Regions from separate parts of the Sus scrofa genome. Here all the other regions are linked to region 2. The links are chromatin contacts, called in public Hi-C maps. All regions are on one chromosome and are shown on one strand. The core of a region is the stretch at or near the end of the contact, and the rest is flanking DNA. Distances in the headings are between cores, read along the strand shown. Region 1 overlaps PDE4D (cAMP-specific 3',5'-cyclic phosphodiesterase 4D). Region 2 overlaps PDE4D (cAMP-specific 3',5'-cyclic phosphodiesterase 4D). Region 3 overlaps DEPDC1B (DEP domain-containing protein 1B).

Region 1 (3,016 bases), core at 400-2,899, 96 kb before region 2:
GAAGACACAGGGAACAGGTTTCAGATGATGGAACAGCACTTACAAAAGCCCCAAGGCAAGAAAAACCACCACGTGTTCTAGGAAAAGAAGGGCCTGTGTGTCCTAAGAAGTGGAAGAAAAAAAAAAAAAAAAAAAAGGAGGAAGTAAGGAGTTCCCACTGTGGCACAGTAAATTAAGGTTCCAGCGATGCCACAGTTGTGGCTTGGATTCTGTCCCTGGCCTGGGAACTTCCATGGTGTGGCTGAAAAAAAAAAAAAAAAAGAGGAGGTAAGAGCCATGAGAGGTAGAGCACACATGTGTCATGATGCCAAGTGTGCGATCTCTGAACTCATGAGCCATCCAAGGGTAAAAGCAAACCAAATAGCAATGACACTGTGCTAATAGTTACTTAATGATCATCGTCATCAAAGTAAAGTTTATACTGATTATGTGCTTACTTTGGATTAATATTTTGGAAAATACTGCTGCTATTTCCTTGCCTTTCAAGTTAAAAGTGTCCTAGGACAGAAAGAAGTGGGAGCTAATACTCAGTATCTCACATTCAAAATGTGCCTTTGTGCAAGGCTTACTAGTGTATTGTCCTGAGAAAGAATTTCTAAATGCCTGTATCACGAACTTGAAGAATTCTCCCACAGTGAAGTGAAGACCTAACGCAGCAGAGTGTGGAGAAACCTCATCTTCATCCTCATCCCAGGGGCCCTGAGAGGAGAAAAAGCAGGGGAAAGAGCCAAGTGGTTAGAGAGTATCTGAAGGAATATCAGGGAGGTCTGGGAAAGCCTGACCCACCTCCTGTTTAGGACTCTAGGAAGACATGACCTCTCAGCTTGCTCTGTTCCAAAGTCCATAAGGAGGTGGTTAGGCAGAGAGACCACATGGAATGTAGCTTTCCTGAGCACCTCTTGGTTACCTGTGGGAACCATTGTTGTAGGGCTGGAACCCAGAGGGTTCACAGCTCCCTAAGGGGTCGAGGGGAAGAGGGGAATCAGAAAGTAGCTGAGCTGGCAGCCAGTATGCCAGCCTGGGGAGGAAAGAGGTGGTGCTTCTCAAAGGCTAGGTGTGGAGAGTCCACCCAGGGGCATCCAGCCTCTGTTCCTGAAGGGAGGCAGGGATTCAGAAAGCCTGTGATACCACTGAGAATGAGATGATGCAAGGCAAGCCAGGAGACTGCCAGACCCTAATCAACCCCAAAGATTCCTGAGTCCACGTTATACCAGCTCAAGTCTCAGCCAAGAATGGCAAGAAGCCACATGGCACATGGGAGTGAACCACATGCCTAAAGCTCTGGACTCTCCCTTCCACCAAGACTGCCTCAGCAGCACACACTCACATCTCATCTTGGAGAGGAGACTTGCAAAGGCTGGAAGACAGAGATTTCAAAGTCTGGGTACTTTTCCCTAGAGGCAGAGCTTTATCTAAAATCCATACAGCAGACTAAGATCAAAAACAACCTGGACATTCAGTTAATTTCTCTTCGAATCAGCAAGAGTTTGCTGAAGAGGAAGACCACATTAGTGAAAACCAAAATTAAGGAGCTATATGTTCTCTGCCCATCCAGATGTGTTAGGAGCTAAATCTGTGACTCATCACAAGTGCTTTATACATACCATCTCATTCAATCCTCAGAACCACCATTAGAAGCTGTCACTAAGAATCTCTTCCCCATTTTACAAGGGGAAGTTTAAACAAGCTGATGAAACTGACACAGCCCCCAAGTGACAGAGCCACCAAAGGTTTAAATAATTGACCACTGCAAGTGTTGCCTCACCATTCTTGGTCCAGGCTTCCTGGTAATGCAATGGCAGTGAGCATCCCAACTATATATGTGATTATTTAAAAACACAAGGCACTTACCATGGGAAAGGCAATGTTCTTACTGTTTTTTCCAATATGGATCCATTTAATCTTCTCACCAATCACATGATGTAGTTAGTATTATTACTCTCATTTTACATATGAGAACACTTGAGTTCAGCAAGTGCAATAATTTGCCTCAGGACAATTTTGCAGCTAATAAATGAAGGAACTGATATTTGAACCAAGACCACAGAGAATGAGAAATGAGCTACTGACTGCCTCACTGCTCAAAGAATCAGAAAATTTTAGAAATTCTAACTTTTTCAAGTCACAATGGTTCTAAGGTTGCAATAAAACTCATAATGGTTTAATCTTCATGGCTAATAAAAAGTAATATATTATCCCAGGGACACAAGGATACTTCAATATACACAAATCAATCAGTGTGATTCTCCACAGTATTAAAAAATTGAATAAAAACCACATGATCATTTCAATAGTTGCAGAAAAATCTTTTGATAAAATTCAACATCCATTTATGATAAAAATCATCCATAAAATGGGCACAGAGGGAACTTGCCTCAATATAATAAAAGCCATATATGACAAACCCACAGCTAACATCATACACAACCATGAAAAGCTGAAAGCTTTTCCTGAAAGGTCAGGAACAAGACAAGGGATGTCCACTACCACCACTTTTATTTGGCAGTTTTGGAGGTCCCAGTCATGGCAATCAGAGAAGAAAAAAATAAAAGGAATCCAAATTGGAAAAGAAGAAGTGAAACTGTTACTATTTGCAGATGACATGATACTATACATAAACAATCCCAAAGATGCTACCAGAAAACTGCTAGAGCTCATCAATGAATTTGGTAAAGTAGCAGGATAAAAAATATACAGAAATTTCTTGTATTTCTATACACTAATAACAAACTAGCACAAAGAGAAATTAAGGAAATATTCCCATGTACCAGCACATCAACAAGAACAAAGTATCTAGGAATAAACCTACCTAAAGAGGCAAAAGACCTGTACCCCAAAAACCATAAGACACTGATGAAAGAAACTGAAGATGACAAACATATGGAAAGATATAACATGTTCTTGGATCAGAAGAATCAATATTGTTAAAATTATCATACTACCAAGGGCAATCTATAGATTCAATGCAATTCCTATCACAATATCAATGCCATTTATATGGAAACACAAAAGACCC
Region 2 (3,005 bases), core at 160-2,659:
TCTCTCAAAGTGCTGTTGGAGGAGGCCTGTCCTGGAAAAAGCACTGATCCGCAAAGAAAATAACTTTTTCCTGTTGTTTAAATTCTATTTAATGAAATGGTTTCCCCCAGCTTCTGGTACATCAAAAGTAAAAGCAGCTGGGAAATAATGACTTATGCTGCTCAGTTAAGAACTCTGCATTCCATATATGTAAGAGAATAACCTTCCCCTCCTGGTGAAAGGGCAAAATGTGACTCCTCCTTTGAGGAAATGCATTCCAGTCCAGAGATTCAAAACCAAATCTTGAGTGTCTACTCCCCATTCTCTAGCTTTTTGAAAGCAATTCCCTTCCCATGAGGTTCTTTTAAAGGGGTGATATTCCCTCAGGTCTTCAGAACAGAATTCCATTTACAAAAATTCTGTTACAGGCTTCTTAAGAACAGACTGCATGGCTGCCCTCTCTGAAGGCCTGTGGCCACCAACCAGACAGCCTCTGGTCAACTGCAAAACAATATTCTTTATCACCTCCTTTATCCTCTACCTCACTCCTGCGTCTCATCCCACCCCATCTCTGTCAGCCAGTCCCATAGACTATTTACCCTCCCCTGGATCATATTGGTGATGTTTTGTTAGGACTGAGAGTACCTCTTTTTTACTTTTCATGGTTTTTAGGGCCGTACTGCAGGTATATGGAAGTTCCTGGGCTAGGGGTCAAAATGGAGCTACAGCTGTGAGCCTACGCCACAGCCACAGCATTGCAGGATCCAAGCCAAGTCTGCGATGTACACCACAGCTCATGGTAATGCTGGATCCTTAACCCACTGAGCAAGGCCAGGGATCGAACCCGCATCCTCATGAATACTAGTCAGATTTATTACCACTGAGCCACAACTGGAACTCCAGGACTGAGACTTCTAAGATGCCTTCTCAAATCTCAAAATCCTCCTCGCTCAGCATCTTTCTCCAGTGAGATTTCTGCTGACAAGGCCCATGTTTGCCAATCCCTCATTGCCGCAATATTTGGCTGCTCTCCTTCACACTCTGTCATCTGTCGGCCCAGAAAGATAGTGGTCAGGATCCCACAGCAGTGTGGGCAGTGGCCACAGGCCAGCACCCAGCACACCACCCTCCTGGCCACTTCTGCTCTGGGGCTGAGGAGGGAGGGGCTTGACACAAGAAGAGAGGGCACTGTCACAGTCTGCGTCAGGAAAACACTTACCAGCCCTGGAACAGAGGTCCCTTCCATTTACTATCTATCGAGACAACATGGTCACCTGAATAGTCCTGAGGACTCCTCTGAAATCAAAGGAACCCTCCCAGAGGCCTGGTGGAGCAGAGCCATTCGAGAAACATGCCAGGCACAGTGTACAGTCCAATACATCTTCCACAGGCCCCACTTGCTCTCCTATCCTAATTCTCACTCCATCCTAAGAAGCAGAGCTCCCTCACCAGCTTCATCTGAGCAGCTACAATTTCCAAGCCCTTTTCCTACCTCCAGGCCTGATGCATTATTAAAGTCCAGATACTCATCATCAGCCCCCAATTCTCAATTGATTCCCCACCCCCATCCACCTTGCCAATACCTGGGGAACAGGGAACAGCATAGTGTCTTCTTACTACCATCCTCAGCCCAACAACCAACAGGAAAACTCTCATCACCTGAATACAAGATGTGATGCACCACTAGGCCCACACCTGACATTTTTAGTTATTCTCCTCTCTTGCAATGACGCATCACACCATCCTAGAGTCTCTAACACAAAAGGAGTACCCAAGTCCCATATGCTTGGCAATTAGTCAACATTTTTTGTTTTATTAATCAGGGTCACGATTCCCTGGTTGATGAGATCTGTTCAGGCTTTCCTAGCTCAGCCACCACTTCCTCTCCTTTTGGTCAGCATCCTGCACTCTACAACTGCCACCAGAGAAGTAATGTGGTTTGGGGGAAGAGCATGAGAGACCTGAAGATAAAAGACTCAGGGTTCCGTTCCAGCACTGTTATGAACTGAGTGACTTTAGCCAAGTTGCTACAATTCACTGAAACCTCAGTCTCTCCCTCTGTAAAATGGGGATATAATAGCCACCTCACAGGGTGCTATGAAGGAAGCCGTGAGATAATAAAAGGGAACAAAACTTTGAATTATAAACAGAGAAAGAAGGAGAGAGGGGAGGAGGAAAAAAAACTGAAAAGTTCAGCCTCATTCTTTCACACTAGAGGTAAAATAAAATGTTCAGACAGGAAACCTGAATAAGATAATCCAAAGTACGATATTCTTAGGGAACTGTCAAAGAGAGAAGCTTCTTCACTCTCCCAATCTAGCCAAGAGCTCAGACTGAGCAGCGTGTTTTGACCCCCTGGGTGCACTAAAGCTTTGGGACCAACCCACAAGAAAAGACCAGAAGCTTTCCTCATTTCACCCCCTATAGCAGGAAGACAAGCGCAGCTGAAGGACAAACTTCAAGACTGGGGTGAGGCAAACACCTCAGACCACGAACTTACTTTAGCTCCTTGGCAGATTAACTTCGGGAGAAAATTCCAGCTTTGTGTTTCCTGCTTGGCCCCACTCAAATGGCAAGTTCTGCTTGGAGGCCTGAAATAGAAAACAGGAAGTCAACAGAAAGTGATTTTCCTAACTCCTCAAATGTGAATAACTGCATTTGTTATGGAAGAGAACTACCCTGAGGTGTAAACCTCCTTGGTGAAAGGAGGTCACGTGCCCATTGTGTACAAAAGACATCCTACTCGGGAAAGGAAAAAGGAAGGATCCATCTGCTTTCTTCCTTAATGAAGGAGGAAATCAGGGCTGGATTGACAGTGAAGTAAAGGCTACCAAGACTCTTCCCATCAGAATTCAACTTCCTCTAACAATAATGAAGTGTCCCACTTGGATGCCCAGACACTATTCTCTGAGCCGATTCCCCTGCAGTCACTTTTCTGCAGCTACTTCTGAAAGGGGTAGTTACTAAAATGGTTCCCCTTCCAGCTTCCTCATTACCGCTCATGGTATCAATACTTTCTTAGAGTC
Region 3 (2,817 bases), core at 221-2,720, 74 kb after region 2:
AAGTAAACTTCTCATTTGGGTCATATTTCTTCAAATTTCTCCCCTGCAAACTATAAATATGCCTTCACCAGTAACTGACTTATTTTCTACTCAAAGAAAATTTGGGCCCAACGTTTCATCACTTCCCTGCTTCTCTAGCTCAGCCCCACCTGCTTCTGCCCAAGTAGAAGAGAAAAGATGCTGGTATACATTTCTTTTTGAAAAGCTTACAAAGAAGCAGTATGTTTTTCCTTTGATCCACACCACTGAACTCTTCTCCAAAATTACTATGAGAAAAATATTATGGGAATCTAGAATTGTGTATAATCTTATACATAAATATGATATGATCAGAAATCAAGTTATGCAGGATTCAGTCTTTAAATAGAAACACCATTCACTAGCTCTTAAAAGAATACTTTCAAAATGATCAAGGTAAACCAATTCTGAGTTGGAAACTAGTCTTTGAAACCCTAGTCCATGTTGCCTAATAGGAAATAAAAACTTCTAGTGATGTCTCAGGCAAGAAACCAATTTGATATTGATATCTAAAACCAAAGCATTTTAAATTCTGGACATTTTACATGTGTGAATTCAGTATGACATGCCTTTCAAAAAAATCAAAAGAAACCATCCTCATTTGATAGTTTCCCTGCATTTGAAGTAATTACTCCACTAACTCACGTCCTATCACATATCAAAACCAAGGACAAATATTAGAGAATGGCTTCACAAATGAAGAGTTCAATAATGGTAAAAGATCTACATCAGAGAATAAAGATCTGGAAAACAGACCACAGTTGTGTCAATTAATGAATTAAGTAATTTACTTTCAAAACTGCTATGTCTCAGAAGATGAGATTCATATGAAATCTATTAAAATAGAGAATAAAAAGGGAAAAATAACATAAGAACAGTAGGGAGAAGAAATGACTTATAAATATGCTTTTTACCTGCTTCAATTTTTTCTTCTTTTCTTTGCTGGAGAGTTTGGCATCTGTGATGACTTCCTCCAACAAGGCAGCCAGGGGTTCCTGAGAGCCGTATGCTCTTTGGTATTCAAATTCCTCTGGGCTAATTTGGCGGCAAAATGATGGAGCCGATAAAGTGATATCCATATCAGCTCCTGGGTATTTTATCTGAGGCAAAGGGATTATTAGTGAAAGTGCATGTTTACCAGTTCAGATCATATAGTATATCTCCCGGGAGAAACACTATGACATTCAACTTGATTGGGAAAAACTCTATACTGACAAGGAAAAGTGTTTCCATAACTTCATAAAAGAAAAAAAAAATGTAAAGTCACAGTTTTAAATATGAGTGTTTAATTTTTTTAACCCCAAAGCAATTTTCATAAACAAAAATCCTTGCATTCTCTTCTAATAAGATCTGAAATTTACACATAAACTAAGTATGTCGACTCAAGTGAGTGCAAACACACACTATGAAACTATGGAGGTTCCTTCACATCTGGAGAGTCTGATCCTCCCTCCCTTGGGGATAGAAAGAGGCACAGATTTAGCTCAGCTCCCATGCAGAAGGAAATACTGCACCCATCTCCACACATGTTAATAGTGTAAAACAACTGAAAACAAATGTGCAGACAATGTGTAGGACGAAAAGGAGAAGGGAGAAATAAGAGGGAAAAAGATACCGAGATTTGTAAATAAAGGCATCCATTAGAAATATTTAATTTCAGAGACCAAAAAGGACTGTCAGAGCCCTTTTCAGAAGACTCATCTTCTCAGAAATGCAGCATCTACTGTTCTTCTGCAGTGGGTAAAATTCCTACCATTACATTCATGTCTTTGGTTTACGTTTCTTTTTCCAGAAGCCACAGTTAAAAATAAATATGGTGCCAAGAAGGGTTATTACATGAAGTACATTCCATGCATCAACAACAGTGTACCCAGTCATTTAGAGATAACCTAAGGGAGATAGACCAGAACCATGAGTTAAAGGGGAACACACACAACCCTTTCTTTTTCATTTGAATTAGGAAATCTGGAAAAAGCTGAAAAGGGCCAGAATAAAGGATGAGGCCCAGGTAAAAACTAAGAGTCCGAACTAGGGCAAGAGAAAACCACTGGATACCTATGATTAAAGAGCACAAGAGGAAGAAGGGGGTCGCAGACAAGGTCAATAGAAGATTGGTGTCAAAACAATGCCAACCTCACTGTTTATCTAATCCAGGATCAGCCCTGGAACTGCCCCCAAACAACTCACCACAACAGTTCAAGTAACACTTCTTTTTTAGAGAGGCATCACCCTAAATGTGATATGATGAAGGGGCTCAGCAGCCTGTGCAAGGCTCCAGGCGCTAAAACAAACAAGCGTTTGGCAATTCTACTGAGTATGTATTTCTAAGAAAAAAATGTAACTGGACAATTGGGTAGTTAGAGATTTTATTCAGGGCTATGGCAGTGCCTGTTCATAAGATTGTACTGCTCTGCAGTTAAATCCATCATATGAGCTCAGCCTTCTGATATTCAACCAACAGTAAGGGGCTCACAGAGCCAAGTGTCTGCAACGGATGCCTGTGCCATGTGAATACACAAGCCTGGCAAAGACACAGACCAATGGACTCACCATTATCACCTCTCCTTGAAGAAATTTAGTGGTTTTTTTTAATGTTTTAAGTTTGGCTCATAAAATATCAGGGGAAGGTAGGGAGTTAAACTAAAACAACAGTAAGATTACACTTTATACCCATTAAAATGGCAAAGGGCAGTTAAGCTGTTACTGCTATGGAGAGTGTGTCACTACTGTGGTGCAGGTTTAATTCCTGACCTGGGAATTTCTGCATGCCATAGGCATGGCCAAAAAAATTAAATAAAT

The links. Hi-C and Micro-C count contacts between places; a contact is called where the count stands out from the background.
Region 1: a contact with region 2 is called in a Hi-C map of liver, with 2.8 times the contacts expected there. The contact joins two enhancer-like sites. A contact is called at or near these places in 1 of 5 promoter capture datasets (liver) and 5 of 47 Hi-C or Micro-C datasets (liver and skeletal muscle).
Region 3: a Hi-C map of fetal heart ventricle shows a contact between it and region 2, with 2.5 times the contacts expected there. The contact joins two enhancer-like sites. A contact is called at or near these places in 3 of 47 Hi-C or Micro-C datasets (fetal heart ventricle, heart right ventricle and liver) and 1 of 2 datasets of contacts at active chromatin or transcription factors (skeletal muscle).

What each region holds. Positions count from the first base shown.
Region 1 is chr16:39,297,877-39,300,892 of Sscrofa11.1, forward strand. All of the region lies in intron 3 of PDE4D (cAMP-specific 3',5'-cyclic phosphodiesterase 4D), which reads right to left. Among named protein-coding and RNA genes, the nearest start is that of MIR9800, 48 kb to the left of the region's middle. Within about 2 kb of position 1,650, at least 6 of the 83 cell types and tissues checked have an H3K27ac peak or open chromatin away from gene starts, as enhancers often do. A contact at or near this core is called in liver, where this site is marked.
Region 2 is chr16:39,393,917-39,396,921 of Sscrofa11.1, forward strand. It overlaps PDE4D (cAMP-specific 3',5'-cyclic phosphodiesterase 4D), which reads right to left. Exons shown (of 19, transcript XM_021076868.1): 3 at 2,480-2,570. Among named protein-coding and RNA genes, the nearest start is that of PDE4D, 11 kb to the right of the region's middle. Within about 2 kb of position 1,410, at least 20 of the 83 cell types and tissues checked have an H3K27ac peak or open chromatin away from gene starts, as enhancers often do. A contact at or near this core is called in liver, where this site is marked.
Region 3 is chr16:39,468,026-39,470,842 of Sscrofa11.1, forward strand. It overlaps DEPDC1B (DEP domain-containing protein 1B), which reads right to left. Exons shown (of 11, transcript XM_003133987.6): 10 at 933-1,118. Among named protein-coding and RNA genes, the nearest start is that of PDE4D, 63 kb to the left of the region's middle. Within about 2 kb of position 1,471, at least 4 of the 83 cell types and tissues checked have an H3K27ac peak or open chromatin away from gene starts, as enhancers often do.